Regions from separate parts of the Triticum aestivum genome. Here region 1 is linked to region 2. The links are chromatin contacts, called in public Hi-C maps. All regions are on one chromosome and are shown on one strand. Each heading gives the region's core, a stretch centred on a gene start, on an enhancer-like site or on the middle of the called end of the contact. The rest is flanking DNA. Distances are from core to core; before and after follow the strand shown. Region 1 holds the start of LOC123153868 (calcium-binding protein CBP). Region 2 holds the start of LOC123146912 (protein DMP3-like).

Region 1 (2,700 bases), core at 185-2,684, 210 kb after region 2:
TCGAAGTCTAGGGCGCCGCGGTGGGAAACGCCATTGTTGTAGTTTGCTATGAGAAGATCAATGACCGAAGGCGGCACCGCGTATCCCAGGCTGCGAAGAGCTTCTCTCAACTCATCGGAATCGATCTTTCCGCTGCGGTCCCTATCGTATCTGTCGAAAACGACCTAGATAGCACCATGAAGAACAGAAATAAGTCCCATGTTGATGATAGACGGATGGGGGAAAATAGCAGATCATCGACAGAGGTTGACAAATATTATTTTATTTTTCATTTTGATTTGACTTCCCTCATGACAGATTAAGTTGCAGTATTAGATGGGCAATAATTCCATGAGAGCATCATAAGTTCATAACATGATTGGATAAACAGCTGTTTCTTGCAGAGAAACAGGGTCTCCACTCTCATTTGATAAAAAAAAGTACACTTGCAGTATTCAGAAGATTTCTATGCAACGAAGACGAGGTCGATGATCTTTATTTATAATTTGGTGGTCGAACTGCAAGCAATGTGAAGATATGAAGAGAGCAAACAGAGAGCAACAGAAACAGAATGTGCACACTCTGTTTCACGATCGTACATACTTTCACCATTCAAAGTTAAACGATGGCAAGCAAATTGATAGTAGCACTCACCCGCCATTGCCCGAGGCAGTTCCATAGCGTCACGAACTCCGTTGGCCCTGCAACAAACATCGTTCGGAGGCAGCAAGAAATCAGTACTTGTTCTTTTACTGAAACAGTGCCGAAAGTGATGCAGATTTTGTCGTGGATGTTTGATGGAGCATAGCTGCATAGGCGTGTGCTCTGCTTACCCATCCGGGAGCGCGGGGAGGAGGCGAGCTGGGCGTTGCTGAAGAGGAAGATGAGGAGGCGGACGGTGCGGATGCTGAAGCGGCGGTGCGCGTCGGACAGCGCGGCCTGCAGCTCCCCCTCGTCGATGCTGCCGCTGCCGTCGCGGTCGACGGCCCGGAACGCGCGCTCCACGTCCGGATGCGTCCCCGGCGGGAACGCCACGGCTCCCCCGAAACCCCCCATCGGCGGCGGGTAGCCTCCTTGGCCGTAGCCGTAGCCGTACGGCGAGGAGGAGGAGGAGGAAGGCGTGGGCGCGTAGCCCTGGCTGTATCCTTGGCCGTTGCCGTACGGCGAAGAGGTGGGCGCGGGAGGCGCCGACGGCGCGTAGCCGTAGCCCTGGCCGTATCCTTGGTCGTGGCCGTGGCCGTAGCGGTTGTAGTCGGCCATGGCGGAGAGGGGGGTGAGAAGGTCCGTGGGTGTTGAGGAAGACGGTGTCCGACGGTAACCGCACTGACGAAACGACGGCGGATTCCTTCCGGGATATATCAAAGAGACGAAGACGTTGACGTGCGGGAGGAGCGGTTCTAGCGGGGCTGGTTCTGGGTATATGTAGGCGAAAAAGAACGCGGTGCAATCTCTTGCCGCTGGATCGTTCTTGTCGTCGTCGAGCTGATCGTTCGCGCGCAAAAACTTAGAGCGGCATCAAATTAGCTTTGTCATCCTTCGCGCGTTGTGCTGGAAGTTTCTTGTGGGATGCTTAGTGCGCAAGAGGAGAAGGCGTGTGCGGCATGGCTAAGCAAACCGTACGCGCGCGGGTGCTGCCAAGACGCGTACGTGCGTGTGCGCCTCAGCTTCTTCAGGCATTTCTTTTTCCTCGCCGTCTACCGGCGGCCGCCGACTGCAGGTGTGTCTATCCGTGTCAAGGACCAAGGACTACAAGCTTTTGAGTACAACAACAATACTAGGGCAAGTACAATGACAAAAAAGAAACATCTTCTTAGTCTTATCTTCAATAACTAGTTATTTCTAAAAACATGATGCTAAGAGATCATCTCTTACATAAGAAAAGACAAGACTTTTCTTATGATTTCTCTCTCCTCCACATCAGCATTTATCCTACATGGCACTCGTAAGATAGCACCATCGTACGGGCCCTTATATACGTGCAGGACACAGGACGCCGGGTTTAATTCCAACAGGTGACTCGATCATTACTGGAACGACTCGATGCTCTTGGCTTAACGCAATGGCCTGAGAGTCTGCAGCAATTGAGGCAAGAACACACCTTAGCGACCTTGACCCATTCACATGTCGCGGTCTAATTTATCACCCGTAAGATTAATTTGTGCAAATTTATATGATACAGTAGAGGCTGAATGGGTTCTTCATTGTTTCACTCATCATATTATTATTACTAACAAAAGGGCCAGTGCGTTGCAATGGAGAAAAAAAATCATAATCTTCAATGGCCATGACCACATCTTGCTGCATCACCGAAATACACTGTCACTCTCAATTTCGTGAAATCGTGAACATTTTTTTTAACTCGTGCACATATTTGAAATCATGGAAAAAATTCAAATTCATGAACACTTTTAAAAAATCGAACATTTTCTAAAATCAAGAACATTTCTTGAATTCATGAACATTTTATAATATTTGCTATTTTTCAAAATTATGGAAAATAAATATTTTTTTGAACCGCCGAACATTTCTAGAATCGACGAACACTTTTTTGAAAATTGGTGGAACAATTTTTGAATTGGTGAAATTTTGTTCAATTTCACTAAAAAATTTAATACACTAACTTTTTTAAAATTATGAATATTTTTTTATTTCCTGAACATTTATTTTCAAAATTTCAAAAAAAACTGAATAAGCAAACATTATTTTTACAAAACTGTGAAC
Region 2 (2,700 bases), core at 188-2,687:
GTTTTTTTTGCCATAGTGATACATGATTCATGAACAGGGTCCCGACATGTAATGTTGTACCGCTAGCTGGAGCGAAACTAATGGTACTTCTATGCGCCACTTCAACTTCCAACACAAATATTGTCAATTTTTTATATCTAACTTCACCTCCCCATTTCTGTGGTGCTTTCTCAGAAAGAATGGAACATGCCAAACATATATGTGCTTAGAAGACTCAAAGGCTGGTCATGGAAAATTCTTCAGTCTGTATGATATCAAATGTGTTCTATGATTCATTCTTAAATGTATAGTCCGTGAAGTATTTTTGTCTGATTGGACACTAAAAAAAAATCACATATGTCATACAGGTGTGTGTTGCGTTGCGTGAGTGCGTGCGCGCGCGCACGCATGTGTGTGTATCGAGGAGTCTTTCCTGATTTGGGTTCCATCCAGACTACCATAGAATACCCTCAGTACAATAGTTGTGGCATATTCTAAAATTGCCATACAGATGCGGTATATGTTTACTATACCACACAATATCGACCAATATATAAAATATCACCATATAGATGCGGCATCTTGGTTTTCTCAAAAGTCAAGTTTCATAAACTTTGACCAATTTATAAAATCCCATTGTTTTGTCATTTGAGAATATATTTCGTGATCCAATGGTAATGATTTGGCAATGTAGACGTTGACAAGAATTTCTCTAATGTTGCACAAAGTTTACAAAGTTGATTTTGCAAAAATCTATTATGCACTATATTTTGGAACAAATGGAGTTTTTCTTCTTCTTGTGGTTGGACATTTATTGAACCAAAAGCACAGTTTACAAAATTCTTGTGCTTCCAAGTCTTCTTCTATCTTGCACTTCCATCAAAATTCTTATGTTTTAAGATCATGCATACCAGTGAGGCCTGTAATATGTATGCGTTCATATGATATCCGATTTAGCAGTGGCTATAGAGTCACAGTATTGATTTCTAAGCGCACAATATGAATATAATTTTTTTATTAATTTTTTACAAAAATTTAGAGCAATAAAGGCAGGGTCCTCGCATTTGCCAGACGGCACTGTGCTAGTTGAGTGAAAGGTAAGCTTGCAGATTTCTACTGGAAACAAGTGATCTTGAACTAATTCATTTCCTCACTTTCGGGGAAGAAGACATCGTCGCACGTTCAGGACCACGACGTTTTTGTTGCCATTAGTGGAAGTTTAACCAAAGAAAATCTAGAGAGTTCCAAGTACGTGGGATGCAAACTTAAGACAATTCAAGACACGTAGAAACGACTGATCACGCCTAGAATAGTTGAAGTCAACATGTGCAGGGCTTCAGCTAGCTTGCCACACCACGTAGACAAATCGACGCGGCCAACGGTAGAACCATTCGTAGAGGGTTCACCTATATACACACCAACGTTGCGTTGCCACACGAATGGAACAGCTTAGGACCACACAATGGCGTCTCCTCCTCCATCATCCACCGTGATCCAGATGCCTCCAAGTCCACAAACCAACGGCCAGCCGACGGCCGGGACAGTCCCGGCCATGCCTAATGATGCCGGTGACGTGACCATAGCACCTGCAGCAGCTGCCGGACCAGCATCCAAGGCAACGGACAAGGTCATGTCGAGCGCCGCGAACCTCGCGCAGCTCCTGCCGACGGGCACAATGCTCGCGTACCAGGCTCTATCCCCGTCCTTTACCAACCACGGCAAGTGCGAGGCCTCCAACCAGTGGCTCACCGCCGCGCTGGTCATCATCCTCGCCGCCCTGTGCATCCTCTTCTCCTTCACCGACAGTGTCCTCGGCCGCGACCAGAAGCTCTACTACGGCGTCGCCACACCACGCGGCTTCAACGTGTTCAATTTCTCCGACGAAGAGGAGAAGCTGAAGTGGACTCCAGCTGAGTTCCGGAGGCTCCGCATCAGGCCACTGGACTTTTTGCACGCCATCTTCACAGCGCTGGTCTTTCTCACCGTGGCGTTCAGCGACGTGGGGCTACAAAATTGCTTCTTCCCCAACGCCGGCAGGAACACCGCAGAGCTGCTCAAGAACCTGCCGTTGGGCATCGCATTTCTGTCGAGTTTTGTGTTCATGGTCTTCCCCACAAAGAGGAAGGGCATCGGTTACACCGACACCACTCCTCGCAAGAAGCTCACTTGATGTTTAGATGATCATATCACCTTTTTTTTGGACAATTAGATTACAACGTAATCACGATATATTTTAACTTGTGATTACTTTATTTTTGAGAAATATTTGTGTATTGTTTAGTTTGTTATGCCATGGCCGATGGAACCATCCGTGTATTTTGAGAAATATACTTGTGTATTGTTTAGTTTGTTCATGCCACGGTCCCTCATACTGGCTCAAATATGAGGCGGATATGGGGCGCCCGGGCTGACCGGCACCCCTCATGGCTAACGAATTTGAGATGATCTAGCAACAGCATCGCCCCCCGCGTCGCCCTCCCGCTAGGGCGGCTCGGGTGGAAACCCTAGCCCCCGCCACCGGGCATGTCCATCCTCCCCATCCCCTCCGCCGCCGCTAGAGGAGGTCGCCGGGCGAAGCCCCAGGCGGCTGATGGCGGCGGCGGAGGCTCTCTTCCCTCCCGCGCCAGATCAGGTGAGGCGGGTCACCCATGGCACTGGGGTGCTCTCCCCCGATCCGCGTCATGGCGGCGCGGCGGCGCATCTAGGCGATGGCGCAAGGCG

Evidence for each region. Hi-C and Micro-C count contacts between places; a contact is called where the count stands out from the background.
Region 1: a contact with region 2 is called in a Hi-C map of leaf, with 2.5 times the contacts expected there. The contact joins the promoter of LOC123153868 here to the promoter of LOC123146912 in region 2. A contact is called at or near these places in 2 of 5 Hi-C or Micro-C datasets (leaf and an unstated tissue).

The regions. Positions count from the first base shown.
Region 1 is chr7A:89,524,978-89,527,677 of IWGSC CS RefSeq v2.1, forward strand. It overlaps LOC123153868 (calcium-binding protein CBP), which reads right to left and starts at 1,435. Exons shown (of 5, transcript XM_044572778.1): 1 at 813-1,435; 2 at 634-680; 3 at 1-164. The coding sequence starts at 1,239.
Region 2 is chr7A:89,315,528-89,318,227 of IWGSC CS RefSeq v2.1, forward strand. LOC123146912 (protein DMP3-like) reads left to right here and starts at 1,438. Exons shown (of 1, transcript XM_044566174.1): 1 at 1,438-2,265. The coding sequence starts at 1,442. The coding sequence ends at 2,149.